Regions from separate parts of the Mus musculus genome. Here regions 2, 3 and 4 are each linked to region 1. The links are chromatin contacts, called in public Hi-C and HiChIP or PLAC-seq maps. All regions are on one chromosome and are shown on one strand. The core of a region is the stretch at or near the end of the contact, and the rest is flanking DNA. Distances in the headings are between cores, read along the strand shown.

Region 1 (3,770 bases), core at 477-2,976:
TGACCGTTTTATCTTATAATAAGTTCAACCATGACTCTTGTTGGAACTGTTGGTCTGGAGAGTAACAGCAGCGACTGCATTAAGATGTGGGCACCTTTGTGGGCACCCAGGCACTGCATACTGCTGCTCTGATAACCAGAGCTTGCCTTGGTTCATGGCTTGTTCTCTGGTTGTGCTTGGGTATCACCCATCTGTATGCCTTCTTTGAGAACTGTCTGCCCAGTCGGTTAGCTTGTTTTCTGCTGGGTGATCTGTTTTCCTGGTGTTTAATTTGCCCAGTTCTGTATATATAAAGATGTGTAGCAGGCAAAGATTTTCTTACCATTCTCTAGGCGCTGGTGCTTGTTTTCTTTGCTGGACAGGAACGTCTTAGTTTCCTATACGTCTAGTTGTTGGTTGTTGGCAATGTGTGCTGTACAGTTGGAGCACTGTTGAGAAAGTTTCTTCTATGCCTGTGTCCTGAAGTGTTTTGCTTCAGGTCTGGCTCTAAGATCCACTTTGAGTTGATTTTGCACAGGGTTGGAGACGGGGGTCTTAGTCTTTCCTCTCCTTGTGGAAATCGTTTTCTCAGCACAGGTGTTTAGAGGTCTCTTTCCTCCAGTGTATGTTTTTGATACCTTTGTCCAAAGATAGAGAACTGTAGCTTTGTGGGGTGACTTCTGGGACCTCTGTTTGAGCCCCTTGATTGCCAGGGCCACTTTTTGAGCTAGTAACATGCTGTTTTTGTTACCATGATGCTGTAATATGGTTTGATATGGAATATTCCTGATAACTCTAGCATTTTCCACTTTCTGATAAGGATTTGCTTGAGATGTCAGGGTCTTTTGTCCTTGTAGGAAGCTAAACTGCTGGCCTACCAAAAGAATAAGTATAAAATTCTGAAAAAGAAAGCCCCCCCTTTCTCTGTGTTGTTTTGCTTGCTTGGTTACTTGCCTCCCTACCCAAAACAAAAAACAAACAAAACAAAACAAAAAAAAAAACCAAAAAACAAAAAAGGCAAAACAAGACAAAACCTTTCTCAGTTTGGAAGCCTGGTCCCCTTTTCTTTATGTTGAATACTCCCTATTTCCTGGGTCCATCTAGCTTAGAATTTCTTCAGGCTAAAATAACTTGGAGCTCAATTTAAACAATTATTTTTGTAGTCCCCGCCCCCCCCCCCCCCCCAGCCCCCAGCTACTTGTTGAGTAATCCAGGGTGTGTGTTCATGCCCAGGGCCAGGCAGCTGATTAAAAAACCTCTGCAGCATCCCAGGCTCTCCCGAGAAGGGGCCGGCTCACTGCCAAGCTCTCTACACAAGTTAGTCTAACCTGAATTTTGCAGTAGGGGGATGAAGAGGTTGGAATCCGAGATGCAGGGCAAACTGCAGTTTTCCCCTCACGTGTGCTCTTCAGATCCAGATATTAGAATTTAAGAAAGGCAGTGACAAGATCACTGTGGCTCTAATCCTGTCCCTTTAAGAAGCCTGTCATTTAACTCTTGAATACCCCATCAGCAATAGATAAAGGGCGGGTGAAGAAACTGTTGAGGCTCTTTCAAAAGGCGCCTTTTTGTTCCAAGGCATCTTCTTGTTTCCTTCTGTGGAGGCTCTACTACACAGCGGTTTGAACGAGAACTGGCCTCCAGGTGGCGCTTCAGCACAGAGAATGGCGGCAGAGGGCGCTACCCAGGCCACCATTGCTCAGGGATACCCTTACGTAAGGGGATTCACAGGAAATCCGGCTTCTCCGGTTGCACAATGGCGAGAGGCCTGGCCTTTGTCATGGCTCAGGCTGTAACTCAAAATCTGTACGGGGCGGTGCATGGCTCAAAAGTTCTAGAACGCTGCCAGGATGAAGCCCAGGGCAGCTTGGCCTGTTGGGAGGGAGAGGCCAGAGCTCCAGGCTTTGTCCTCGGAGGCCGGAGTCTTGTTCTGGGCTCCTAGCCCAGGATGAGCTCGCAGCTTGGCCCTCAGAGGTCTTCATTTTGATCCAAGGCTGCAGTCTTGCCCGTGTCCTCTCTCTTCCTTGAATCGTTTCCCTTCCCCCTCCTCTTCTCACCCTCTCTCCACACCCCATTCTCACCTTATGCTTTTTTACAAATTGATTGTCCTGTGTGATCTCATTTGCAGCTCCCACTTCCAGGGTAAAGGAGCAGGTTTGGGGCCATCCCTCAGTCCACGGAGAAGGTCCCTCCCATGCTTGTCACCACTAGCAAATACTGAGCGGCTTGGGCAAACATTGAATTCAACTTGGTGGTTCGAGAGCTTGGCACTGAGGAGTGCTCAGAACCATTTCCAGCATGAAGAAATATTTACAGACGGAAGCTGGGTGGAAGAGCAGTGTGTCCCAGGACTGCATTCTAGAGGTCAGGACCCCAGATACTAGAGCCACCGCGAAGCACTAGTTACAGCAGTTAATGTCTAAAGGGAGAAGAACAGCGGCACGCAGAAACCCGGGGACCCAGTCTCGGTGCTTGGCAGACACTATGAAACTTCTCCAGGTTCGGCCCTGGAGTACCTGTCTATAAGGGGACAAGTGACAATATGGTCGAAACAGAATGAATGGTGTGTATGAGAGCTCGTTTAAAGCATGGGGTGGATAGGCATTCTGACTTATCAAAAGCCGCCTTTCCTCACTGAGAATGCCCTGGGGCAGGGAGTGTCCTTGTAGCTTTTACCTATTCTGCCCCCATTGGATATCCGGCCAGCCCTTTCCTTGGTTTTTGTTTGAATGTGCGTGCTTCAGGCATTTGGGACTTGAGGCAGACTGACTAACTCGGTTCCAGTCCCAACTCTACCTTTTACTTGCTGGCTGGTGCTGCATGGGTCATTTAGCCCCTTTATGCCTGCTTCATATCTGTTTGAGTGGTAATATGATAACAACAGTATTAACTACAATTTTAGGAGCTGATACACAGACAAATGTGTGTGTGCGCGCAGGCGACCACTGAGGCCCCTCCCCATGTCTCAGCTGTCTCTCTCTAGTTATCCTGTACTGGAGAACTGGTTTGGTTCACACTGGGGTGGGTGTGGGGGGGTCTCATCAAAATTGTGTAAGATTCCCTCAGATCAGCTGCCAGACTCTTGGCTCTCTCCCATTCAGTTACAACGTTCTCATGGTCTAAGTGAGAGAGGAAACCACTAGAAACAGATGGGTTTTGTGTTGTTTTTCTGACAGAGGCACTGGCATCTTCATCTTCAGCCTCTCCAGGGGTCCAGCGGAGTTACTATAGTGTATGGCAGTTGTTCCGTACAAACTCGAGGCAGACAGGAAGGAAGGGACCTTGCGGATGATCACACTAATTAGTACAGAGTAGGTTATCTGGACAAGAGCCTGTGGAATGCAGAGCTATCCCTTAAGTCTTCTGACTAAGCATGGAAATCACCAAGGAAATGTGATCAGCCTGCAACAGAAAGGGGTGGGTAGGAGAGAAGAAACCATAGCTTCGTGCTATCAGCCAGAAGCATCGTTTTCCATCGCTCAGGGTTCCATCGCTCAGGCCAGGTTGAAAACCTTGCCTCTGTTCAGGGTCTCCAGTTGCTGCCTGCCCAGGAGTCATGTTCTGTGGAGGAGTTCATCATTTGTTTCATAGCCTCTTAGGTACCTTTCCTTATGGCTCAAGACCAGCCGGCTCACTGGGTCTATGTGCAGGACTGAGGAGGAGAAAACAGAGCTGGAGAGAACGGGCTTCAGAATGCTCTCCCCACCCCACCCCACCCCCGTCCTGGTTTATATAGCTCAGGTGGGTGGGGAACTTGCTATGTAGCTCAAGATGACCTTGACCTGATCTTC
Region 2 (3,770 bases), core at 444-2,943, 250 kb after region 1:
AGGAGTAGTACTCCGGGCCATATGCATAGTAGGTAAGCTGCATCTCTAACTCCCTATAATGTTTTTATTTGCTTTCTTCTAAGTGTTTCACCAGTACTCTTTTTGGTAATATTAGTAATGCTAATAACCAAAATAAATGAGTATAATTCAGTCTTCCTGATATTATTAAAATTTAAAGACATTTTAGATTTTTTAAAAGCTTTCTATGTTATTGTTCTACAGATTGATTGAAATGAACGAAACTTTGTGGTTGTGTTCATGATCATTTCTATCTATGCTCACTCACTAAGCATCCTCTCTTAGTGGAGATGTGCACTGATTGGTCATTGCGAGATGCTTGTATCCATCAGTAGTAACTGGGGATGGATTAGTTGCTTTGTTTCCTATCATTCTACTCCTAGATTATTTTTAATGGCTATGGCTTTCTGTGCCTTTATCTAGAATTTTGACCCACCACCACTTTATGTATACTTCAAGCTCAGAATAATTCTTCTCCTGTACCAATTGGTTTGTCCTTTACTTCAGAATAGTCCTTATACTTCTGTTTAAGCGTTAAAGCTTTTAGTGTTTTAACTTCTTATCCTTACTTCCAGTATCTAGATCCCTCTTTATCTTTTTAAAATCAGCTCACTTGACTTATTTAGATTACAAGATTAGATTTGATTATGGAAAATTTGAAAACTAGTCATAGAAATTTACACTTTATTCTATTTCTAATAAAATTAGGCAAATATTTTTAAGCAAAGTGTTTGTGATCAATAAAAGAGATATAATTAGTCAGGTACTAATATGTAGGATTGTCTATACAGGAGTTAACAATTAGCATGGAACCTTTAAAGAAGAGTGATTTCTCGGGATAGGTAGAACAAGGTAGCTTGGGGGAAGAAGGATTATAAATCAACCTTGAAATATAGAGGATGGCAAAAGAAAAGGGATATTGGAAAGGAGAGCTGACTTGAGAAAATGATTTAGATTTTAAATACTCTTAAAATTATGTTAGGATGTAGATTTCAGACTTCAGGTTAGACACTGAACTGATCATTTTTTTTTTAAATACAGTACATTTTAAAAATATACAATGGCTTACACCTTTAATCTCAGCACTTGGGATGCAGAGGCAGGAGGCAGGAGGCAGGAGGCAGGAGGCAGGAGGCAGGAGGCTGTCTAAGTTTGAGGCCAACTTGGTCTATAGAGTGAGTTCCAAGACAGCCAGGGTTACACAGAAATCTCATCTCAAAACAAAACAAAGTAAAGTAAACTAAAAAACAAAACAAAACAAAATAAAGCAAAACAAAAACTTAAAGCTTTATTTTCTGCATATGTGTGTTTTGCTTGCATGGATGTATGTGCATTACTTGTATGTTTGGTGCCATGTACGTGCTGGGACTCTAACCTCTGGAAGAGCAGCCAATCCTTTTAACTACTGAGTCATATCTCTGGCCCCTTAATAGGCTTTTATTTTTTATTTGACAAGTTCATGTATGTAAACAATGTATCTTGATTATATACAACCCAACTCTCCCTTTCCATTCATTCAGTAATCCCCCAACTTTTTCCTTCTACTTCCCTGAGTAACCCCCAGTGGGTTCATGCCCTCTCTTTTGTTTTTAAAATCCACTTGAGTTCAGTTAGTGCTGCTGTTGGACTGTTGTTGGACTGTTGTCTGACCTATGGACTTGATCTTGTGCAGATAACATAGCTGCCGTAAGAGCATGAGTGTGATAGCTTGTCACGATCAGAAGACTGCACTTCATAGCACTTCTCCATTCTTGCTCTTACAAGCATCTGCCCCTCTTCCTTGTTGTGCCTTGATTCTTTGGGAATGGGGGTTTGTTGATATAAATGTCCCATTTAGGTCTGAACACTTATTCTCAGCACTTTGATTAGTTACGAGTTTCTGTATTAACTGTTAACCACTGCAGAGAGACGCTCCTCTGGCCAAGGTTGAGGGCAAGGTTAATCTATGGGTATAAACACAAATGTTTCTAGTGCAGCTTGACAACACGCCACTTAACAAAACAACAGTAGTAGTCTTCCTCCTAGGGCCTGTAACCTCCTGAGCCATGTGCTTCTGGGCAGATTTGTAGTGTCAGTCTAAATTTCTTTCTATGGAGAGATGTCAAATCTACCCATAACCTTTGTGCAACTATTGCACCAGTGGGTACATCTTACCTGGTTTTGTAAGATGCAGTTGGTCACAGAAGTACCATTTGATGTTTTGTCTCTCCCAGCAGTCTCCAGAGCACATTTTGGTACCATGAAAGTTAGTCATCAGGGAGGAAGTTTTCAGGTCAGTTCATTGATTTTTCTGTGTCCTACAACCAAAGGTCTTTGGCAGTAGGTTCTTAACATCTAGTTTTGTTGAACAACCAAGAGTAATGACAGTTGCCTGTGTCATTTGTCGGGGCTTCCAAGAAGACTTCTTTCTTAGATTCAACAGGAAATATTTAGAGTTCCATCCAAGTAAAAGTTGTAAAACTGCATATTTATTAAGAAATTGCATGTTTTGTGGGGATTGCTTATAAATAGAATACTATAAATGGATAGTAATAGCATTAGCATATGATTTGTTTTTAATGTAATACTATTGAATAACTTGTGACTAGTTATCATTAGCTGAGTAGTAAGTGACTGTGATCCTTTTTTTTTAATGGCATACTTACTGAGGTATCTTTTACAGTAAAATTCACAGGTTTTTAGCTATATCAATCTGTTGATTTGGATAAATGCATATAATTATGTAATTAGTATCACAATTAACATTTCCATCACCTATAAAATTTACTGATACCCTTTTGTAGATGTGTAATCTTTTAAGAATACAGTTTTATCTTGTAATTTATTTTATCAAAGATTTTAGTTTCAAATAATCCTAGGAATGAATTTTAAAATAAGCCAGATATTAAATTGGAGATCACATTTATTGATTTTTGGTAGCTTAATTTGAATCCATCATAATTAACCAAGTAGTTTAAGGAAGGGACTGTGGGTGCTTGCTTTGATGTTTCCACTTTATCTTATCTTAGGTCTTTCATTCAAAAACCTTGCTAAAATCAGGTTCTTGTCATGATTTTTGAGGGTTCGTATATGTACCCTGTGCTCTTCACTTTGCCTCCTGAGCGTGTATCTCACTATTCTCTTTAATAGTCACCTGTCTCTCCTTTCCTATAAGCCTCACTCAGGAGGCTTCCCACCACCTAACTCAGAGACTGATAGAATGTGTACTTGAATATCTTCTGAATGTGTTTTCCCATTCACTCAGTCTCAAATACTTGAAAGTAGTATTAGGCTCTTAAATCTTTGTTCTTGAAGGAAGGAAGGAAGGAAGGAAGGAAGGAAGGAAGGAAGGAAGAAAGAAGACAAAGCCATCACATTTTGCCAGTGCTTCTCTCTTTCTCGGTACCAGCTTGTTACCCACCCATCCAAGTTTATTTTCATATCTACTTCCTTTTCTGGGCTTTTCTCACCTTAAACCTGGGGCTCCTTGGTTTTAACCTTTTGTTTTTCACTTTCTCTTTCTATAGTCCTGCTAATTCAGTTCTTTTATACAGAAAGTTCCACATTTCCCTGTCATCTGCTACAGCAAATACTACTTGTTGAGCATAAAACCTTTTGTAATTGATTTTAAAGGTTTGAGTTCTGAGCATGTAGTACACGCTGATACATGATCTCTAACATGTTTTTAATCTACTTTTTCTGCCATCTTTCTCTATATCCATATTTAGAGATCTCCACGTTATGGCTGCATAGTCTTCTTGGACAAGGTCTTT
Region 3 (3,770 bases), core at 885-3,384, 230 kb before region 1:
AGACCAGGCTGGCCTCGAACTCATAGAGATCTGCTTGCCTCTGACTCCCTAGTGCTGGGATTAAAGGTGTGCATCACTTTATCTGGCTGATAATCTTATAACTGACGTCATCTCAGTTTACCAGTGCTAGCAGAGCAGCAATGCAGTGAGGGATATCCTGGGCTGGAATTAAAGGAATTTTTAAAAAAATTAAATTAAGCCAGTTGTTAGTGGTAGAAACCTTTGATCCCAGTACTCAGGAGGCAGAGGCAGGTGAATCCCTCTGAGTTTAAGACCAGCCTGGACTACAGAGTGAGTTCCAGGACAGCCAGGGATACACAGAGAAACCCTATCTCGAATCCCCCCCCTCAAATTAAGTAAATGATTAAAAATGAGGCTAACCATAGTGTCAGAGGGCCAGTTTGGTTTAAATAGTAGTGAGTTTCAGGACAGCCAAGGCCACAGAGAAATCCTGCCTCAAAAAATAAAGACAGAAACAAATTCGCAAAGAAAATAACAAAAGCCGGCCAGTGTGTCAGATACTTGTCATCCTAGCCTTTGCACGGAGGTTGGAGGACCAAGGGTCCCAGGCCAGTTGAACCGCATAAGGCTATGCCTTAAAATGGAGGAGAGTCGTTAACAAATCAATAAACTTAATCATAGGCCTTTTATTTGTGGTTCATGAGTCACAACAACACATCCTGGAGTTTGCCTTATAGAAAAGGGGTCTGAAGAAGTAGAAACAAAATGAAAAGCAGATTTGCTTGAGGCAGCAGGGTGGGGGGTGGATGGGTGGGGGGTGGGTGGGGGTGCTGTGGGGGGGGGGGTGTTCAATGCCAACAGCAGAAGAGTGACTAAGACTCTGATATGAGTTCAGTTCCCAGCATCAAATAATCAATCAGCCAATCAAAAGGTGGCACTCTTTAAATCCCAGAACTCTGGAGGTAAAGGTAGGTAGATCTCTGTTAGTTCCAAGCTGGCCAGGGCTGCTGCATCGTGAGACCATCTCAAAAACAAAAACAAAAACAAAAAAACAACAAAAACTCACATAGAAGCCGGGCGTGGTGGCGCATGCCTTTAATCCCAGCACTCGGGAGGCAGAGGCAGGCGGATTTCTGAGTTCAAGGCCAGCCTGGTATACAAAGTGAGTTCCAGGACAGCCAGGGCTATACAGAGAAACCCTTTCTCAAAAAACAAAAAGACAAAACAAACAAACCAACAAACAAAAAACAAAAAAACCTCACAAAGATAGGTTAACTGGGCTTGTACAGGTTAGCCCAAAGGGGATTTCCTATTCATAACAGCTAAACTGGCTTACTTGGAATTACAGCTATTTCTCTTTTTGCCATCATCATCATCGTCACTATCATCAGTGAAGGTTGGTAAACAACCTGGTTTTGGCTCCACTAAGCATGATTGACTTATCTTTGCCTTAGCTATGTGCCCAGTACCAATAGCCTCCCATAAATCTTAACGCTTGAAAGTCAGCTCGCATTCCCTCCGGTGGATAAATTGTCAAAGCCCAGTTGATGATGGGTGACTCTGGTTTTCTTGCGAACTTACTCTGGTTTTGTAATTTTGTTTTTGTTTTCCTTTCTTTCACTTCCTAGACGAAGCCCTTTCAGAGTGGGCAGGGAGACAGACACATGAGGAAATTCACTTCAGCAGGGCATCTGCTAAGCGTGGCAGGATTCCTGCTCCAGACTCTCAAAGCCTCCTATTAATGGAAAGAGCAGGTTAACCTGGTCTGACCGACAGGAAGCCACCGTACAGGAATAGGTGGAGTTCTGACATCCGGTGGGGACAGCTGGGGGGAGCGGATGGGGGAGGGGACACCTAGGTGTGCCAGGGGAGCCGAGGTAAAGCTAAGGTCCAGGGGGCCAGCGTGCTGGGTGGCTATGGGCCACACGAGGGCGCCGCACACTGCCACGTAAGGGCCTGAACTGTCTCTACGGAGCTATGTCGGAGAAAAGGCTTTGATGGGAAAGAGGGTGGGCGGAGACCATCCTGGGTGTCCAGCGACGGGCCCCTCTCTTGTTCCTTGAAGGTCGGCGTGAGGTCTCCCTGGACTTGGAACAGCCGCTGTTCAGGTCCTGAGGAATTAACGCCTCTGTAGATCAGGTCCAGCTGTGTGTAGGAGGGAGGATGTTTGCGGTCACTGGGGTGTGTTGTGTTAGGAATGACCGCAGTACTGGGGTGTGAGGGTGGGTGCGTGGATTTCTCCAGAGGTGTAGGTGGGAGGGAGTAGACAGTTTCTACTCCCAGGGGGCTGGCGCTAGTGTCTTCTAGGAGCAGCACTTAAGGCAAGATGTAGACCCCATTAGAATCAGACGATCTTCCCATCAGAGGAAGTCCCCCATTTGGAAACAGTCAGGATGAATGGTTGCTTTAGCTTGGCCAAGCTGCTGGGGTAAACGCCTCAAGCAGAAGCTGCATCAAAGCCTGGAGCCTGTCCAGCCATGCAGCTCAAGCACCCGGTGTCACCGAGATTTGTCCAGGGGGCACAGTGGAGATCTTGTGACCCAGGAAATAGCACTGGTCTTAGTTTAGATCAGGACATTTCCCCCTGAAAGCTGCGTGGGACAGTGGCTTGGAGCCCAGATTGGGGGGGGGGGGGAGGGATGGGAGGGGCAGCTGGAGGCTTCTGCCCACTCTCACCTTTGTCACCCAATAGCTACTTCACATGAGTCAGCTCTGCAGGCTGTACCCTGGCCTGAAGGCTCAGCCTGGGATTTGAAGGCATTAGAGTTGGTAGAAATTAACCCCCAGGATGTGAGCTTCGGGCTCGTAGGCTGAGGCTCTAGCAAGGGAAGAGGACATCCTGAGGACTGGGTGTAAGCAAGCAGAAACACGGGGAGCCTAGGCAATGCCCAGGAGGACTGCAATGGGCCAGGGAACACCAGGAAGGGTCAGTGTGAACCCAGGACTCTTGAGAACTCCAGTCGCTTCCTCTCTGCGGATCCAGACACCTCTACCATCCAGCCCCGCCCAGGCAGCTGCAATTCCTCAGCCAAATGACCCGAGACAAGAGTAAGAGGAAAACAGCTTTCTGAGCCTGCCTCTAGGGGAAAGAAGGACTATAAGAAGCAGGGATCCAGGACACAAGGTCACCGGGAAGCAGTCATGAATGTCAGGCGTGAAGGGGTGGAGATTTCAGGTCAGGGAGCTAAGGGTACACAGCTCAGTGACAGCATTTGCTTAAGAGGCCCTGGCGACAGGGTTCAGGCCTCACTACTGGAAAAAAGATTTTTCTTAGCTTATGCACAAATGGTCACGTGACATTGATAAGCAAGAGTGACTTAACCCAACACAACTCCAGTTTCACCAGCTGCAAAACTACCCTGAGGTGTTTGCAAATTTAGGAGTAAGGTAGGTAAAGGCATGCCCGTCAGGGCATGGTGATGATGGCTCACACCAGTAATCCCAGCACTTGAGAGGGTAAGGTAGAACCAATGTGGGTTTGAGACCAGCCTAACTACAGAGTTAGTTCCAGGTTTGCCTGGGCTAAGGGGAGACTGTAAACAAATAAAAAACAAAACAAAACAAAACAAAAATTTTATTGTCTTTCAACCCTAGGGGTGTCTGAGCCTTTCTCCTTCCTAACAAGTTGGCCTGGGCTCCAGACAGCAGACCTATAATTTGCCTGCACAAGTGTGATAAGAGGTCAATATTAATCTGGGTGTGGTGGTGCACACCCCAAGTCCCTGCCACTCAGGAGGTAGAAACAAGAGCCCAGAGGTTTGAAGGCCATCCAGGCAACATACTGAGACTCTGAAGAAGAGAGCGGACAG
Region 4 (3,770 bases), core at 897-3,396, 150 kb after region 1:
AAGTTGTAGCAGGTCGTCTGAGTAAAGCTTTAAATCAGAAAAGGTCATTTACGGAGGATTCCCCATGTATAAGGTTATTTAGTGATTGCGCTGGAGCAAGGAGTGGCTTATGTCTAAGTTCACTCTGCTGCATTATGACGCTATGATGAAATATGAAATCTATTCCGGCTATCTTTAAGAAAAATACAATAAATATGAGTAAGTTCCACAATTACTATTTTGTTAAGCCATTCTCTGCAATCAAAGGTGAAAAGTCTAATTTTGGGTTGTTTCCAAAAGTGCTTGAAAGAAAAACTCATAATGGTAGATCTTCATTAGTGCTCTTGGTAAGACCAAAGACATTTAAATACTAGTTTGTTGTGTAATAAATAGCCATAGTCTGAGTGGAAGGGAAGCCATTATGAATGAAGAAAGCATGAGATATGTTGACATTTATAGTCTCCACTGAGATATCAGCAGGTCTCACTGCCCCATTAAAACAAGCTTTCTGAAATTTGTAGCTAAAATTTTCCATCTAGTTTCATATGTTTTTACTGTCACACACACACACACATCAAAAGAAGGATAATTGGCTTGGTGGCTAAAGGTAGTTGCTGCTCAAAGCTGGCCCAAGTTCAATCCCCAGAACCTACAAGAAGATGGAAGGAGAAAACCAACTCCACAAAGTTGTCCTCTAATCTCTAGACAATGGGTCATGGCATGCCCCCCACACCCACACAAAATCTCCCCCTCACACTAAATTTTAAAAATGAGTATTCTTCAGTTACTGATTTTTTTTTCACTGTTGTGATGTCCTAATTCTGGGATTCTGAATTTTAATGTTGTTAGGTGAATGTATAGTGGTTACATTTACTTAAGTCAGCTCTAGAAAATGAAATATAGTTTGATTTTTCACGCATGATCATTCTTGGATGGACTTTACTCATGTGGAAGGGAGGGTGGTCTGATGTCTTCCACTCATTAGGCATTTAAATTACCAAAAAGTTTGTTCAAAGACTGAAAAATCAAATTAACCACATAATTGTCTGAGCAAATAAAGGACGATTATGTGATGAATTAAAAAAAATGGAAGTGTGCTCAATAATAATATGAATTCAAGAATGCATACAGGCTAAGGCATTTATTCTTCATAAGAATTTAGGGACGAGAAGGGGACAGACTCACTGGGCTTCTGTCGGTTTCTGTTTCCATGGCAGTGAGGATGACTCACTATTAAAAGCTGGACTGTTCCTTACAGGCCACGTCTTGAGCAATATGCTTCCAGCTCTGCTCATTTGACTTCAGATTCAATTGGTGTATCATTCTCAGTTGTGCAAAGAACGTGTGCGTGTGTGTGCATGCGTGTGCGTGTGCATGACGTGTAGGGAATCAGAAGTTTAAAGATTTGTTCTTGTTTGATAGTTAGTATTGTTTGATCTAACACATTCATCTTTCAGCTTCCTAACTGTGGGAACAGGACCCTGGCTCTCTTCTGTACCTTTTCTGCTCAGTATTCATTAAAGAGAGCATGTTTAATATAAACCTCTAAAACTATGGCCAATAATTTTACAGGGAACAAAACTCTAACTTTAAAGACTTACACTTTCTATACTTACTACTTTTCCCCCCTATCAAAATACTGTGAGTGCTCATTAGATTAAATTCTAACATTTGGCAACCAGCTCTATGTAGTTATGTGACAGGGAGCCCAGAAGGTCAGCTGAGGATATTAGCAAGGCAGAGGCTGGGTGTTTTCATTAAGCTTGGCTTGGCTCTATCAAGCTGATACTGGAAGAGAGGAACACTGTCTCAGAAGGAACAAGGGAAGCAAGGTAGCTCAGCATTTGTGACAACATCTGAGAGCACACTTCCTAAGTATAGGGAGGAGACATATGGAATTTCTCTAAAGCTTGAAATATTATACTTTTCAAGGAGGAAAAAAAAAGAAAATAAATATGTTTAGCTCTACCGGTGTCTTTGCTGATGAAAATAATCACAATAATTAGTCACTGCATCAAAAACGCATTGTGGAGAGTCGCTCAGCTGGAACAGTTACTTTCCCCCACCCCCCTGCCCTTTTAAATCCCACAGTCACATTCCACAGTCGTCCCCCACACAGAAACCTCTGCTACTTCAAGAGATCAGTTGTGACGCATGCTTCTATGCTAAGTTTATAAATATACGCAGATGTGATCACAGGAGAGTCTTGAGGTTCACAACCAAATGCTATGGCTACCTAAAATAGCCGTGTTTCTATTCCATGCTCCTTAATGATGTGCCGTGTTTTGATGTCTTTATTCTTGTGTGTTTGTTTGTAACTCCTCAGAGCTGTGATGATGCTGTGAAGAAGGCCCCTCCAGGCACTGGATATGTGTGCCTCTTTCTGAAACCTAGAAAGCCAGCGACTTCCAGGCTGCAGTAGGCATCAAATCTGATGCCCCAGGGCAGAGTGCAGCTTCCCTGGTCCCCTCTGCAGCCTCCAGGTCTTATACAGCCTAGATCCTGAGTCAAACCTGAGAGATCCTAATAAGAAGCAAAGACCAATTTCTCCACACTCCTTAGACTGAAAGGTCGATAAAGTAATATTAATGGCATCAAGGATGATAATGGCCACTTTAATGGCAAGTCGAACTTTAATATTTTAAAGAAATTACCCTTACATTGAGATTATTAAGATGTAGGGCTACATTAAGGAATAGAACTGTTATGAGCATGTGAAAGGAATCAACTCCCCAGAAGGGGGGAAAATCACCCTTGGCAAGTACCATCTGCTTCCATATTTTTTTCTTATTGGTTATTGGGCATTATCACGAGCATCAGTTTTTATGAGATGATCTAGATATATAGGCTAGAATGACTTTGAACTTCTGACCTTCCTATGTGAAACTATAGTGCTGGGATTACAAGTGTGCACCACCGTGGCCAGTTTATGCAGTGCTGGGGACTGAACCCACGACCTCATGAATGCTAGGCAAGCATTCCACTGAGCTTCCTCCCCAGTCCTGGGATGCATGGTGGTTATTGTGCCCATCATAAAGAACATTATTTTTCTTTTCCTTCCTGGTTAAAATTTAAAGAATTAGTCAGCTCTTCTTCCACTCAGCCATTAGGAAACATCTAGAATTGGTGGTGATCTGACTTGGAAAGTGATTTCTTAATGCTCTAACTTCAAAGGACCTTTGAAATCTCAGCACATAGGGCCCAGCCCAGGGTTAATCCAGCAAAGTGGCACTTAGTGGCCTGTTCACGGTTTGTTTTGATGGGTCGTTAATGAGTAGTCATGCATCACACTTGCATTCTAAAAAGCACAGCTTTCTGTGCGGTTGCTGGCATCCTTTTCTCTGTGTAGTTGCCATGTTTTTTTTTTTTTTTTGATACCAAGAGCCAGTGGACCAGATGGAAACAGTTGGGTTTTTTCTACCTACATCCTACATGACAAGCATGTACCATCTCTAGTTCATGTGTTGGCTTTCTTAGGGTCACAATACTGGTCTTTTTCTTCAAGCTAGGAAGGACATTTGCCACAGAGATGGTGTAAGAGTGTGTCTCCCCTACTTAGGATCCTCTTGGCTCTCCGTTCCTCCTCAAGAGAAGAAATTGAGTGGTTCTAAGTCTGGGGTTCAAGAGGACACTAAGCAGATTGCCCTGCAGCATGCAGAGAGGGGGCGGGGGCTCTGGAGAAAGGTCTGGCTCTCCCAGGTGGAGTGGAGATCCCGTTTTATAGGTCCCAAAGGAAGAGGGAGATTTTACTCCACATAGCTGAGATAGTCTACAGCACAGGCCATCAGCCA

The links. HiChIP or PLAC-seq counts read pairs in DNA pulled down with a chosen protein or histone mark. Hi-C and Micro-C count contacts between places; a contact is called where the count stands out from the background.
Region 2: a Hi-C map of liver shows a contact between it and region 1, with 2.6 times the contacts expected there. The contact joins two enhancer-like sites. A contact is called at or near these places in 1 of 39 promoter capture datasets (liver), 4 of 15 datasets of contacts at CTCF or cohesin (the NIH/3T3 cell line, large pre-B cells, pro-B cells and 1 more), 2 of 484 Hi-C or Micro-C datasets (the C2C12 cell line and liver), 14 of 115 datasets of contacts at active chromatin or transcription factors (acute myeloid leukemia, cardiomyocytes, differentiating embryonic stem cells and 6 more) and 1 of 9 other capture datasets (embryonic stem cells).
Region 3: a contact with region 1 is called in a FOXA1 HiChIP or PLAC-seq map of pancreatic cancer cells. The contact joins two enhancer-like sites. A contact is called at or near these places in 4 of 15 datasets of contacts at CTCF or cohesin (the NIH/3T3 cell line, embryonic stem cells, large pre-B cells and 1 more), 47 of 484 Hi-C or Micro-C datasets (the 4T1 cell line, the AtT-20 cell line, B cells and 26 more), 11 of 115 datasets of contacts at active chromatin or transcription factors (the NIH/3T3 cell line, cardiomyocytes, embryonic stem cells and 4 more) and 2 of 9 other capture datasets (embryonic stem cells and liver).
Region 4: a contact with region 1 is called in a CTCF HiChIP or PLAC-seq map of the NIH/3T3 cell line, with 17 read pairs. The contact joins two enhancer-like sites. A contact is called at or near these places in 1 of 39 promoter capture datasets (liver), 2 of 15 datasets of contacts at CTCF or cohesin (the NIH/3T3 cell line and embryonic stem cells), 30 of 484 Hi-C or Micro-C datasets (the AML12 cell line, the C2C12 cell line, the MC3T3-E1 cell line and 17 more), 9 of 115 datasets of contacts at active chromatin or transcription factors (the NIH/3T3 cell line, VIP interneurons, embryonic fibroblasts and 6 more) and 1 of 9 other capture datasets (embryonic stem cells).

Annotation. Positions count from the first base shown.
Region 1 is chr3:104,440,072-104,443,841 of GRCm38.p6, reverse strand. No RefSeq gene overlaps it. Among named protein-coding and RNA genes, the nearest start is that of Gm38412, 33 kb to the right of the region's middle. Within about 2 kb of position 1,726, at least 210 of the 459 cell types and tissues checked have an H3K27ac peak or open chromatin away from gene starts, as enhancers often do. A contact at or near this core is called in the 4T1 cell line, the AtT-20 cell line, the Ba/F3 cell line and 18 more, where this site is marked.
Region 2 is chr3:104,187,939-104,191,708 of GRCm38.p6, reverse strand. All of the region lies in intron 1 of Magi3 (membrane associated guanylate kinase, WW and PDZ domain containing 3), which reads left to right. Among named protein-coding and RNA genes, the nearest start is that of Magi3, 31 kb to the left of the region's middle. Within about 2 kb of position 1,693, at least 8 of the 459 cell types and tissues checked have an H3K27ac peak or open chromatin away from gene starts, as enhancers often do. A contact at or near this core is called in liver, where this site is marked.
Region 3 is chr3:104,673,710-104,677,479 of GRCm38.p6, reverse strand. No RefSeq gene overlaps it. Among named protein-coding and RNA genes, the nearest start is that of Gm34548, 5.0 kb to the left of the region's middle. Within about 2 kb of position 2,134, at least 184 of the 459 cell types and tissues checked have an H3K27ac peak or open chromatin away from gene starts, as enhancers often do. A contact at or near this core is called in the 4T1 cell line, the AtT-20 cell line, the Ba/F3 cell line and 15 more, where this site is marked.
Region 4 is chr3:104,293,512-104,297,281 of GRCm38.p6, reverse strand. No RefSeq gene overlaps it. Among named protein-coding and RNA genes, the nearest start is that of Gm5546, 65 kb to the left of the region's middle. Within about 2 kb of position 2,146, at least 75 of the 459 cell types and tissues checked have an H3K27ac peak or open chromatin away from gene starts, as enhancers often do. A contact at or near this core is called in the C2C12 cell line, the NIH/3T3 cell line, cortical neurons and 5 more, where this site is marked.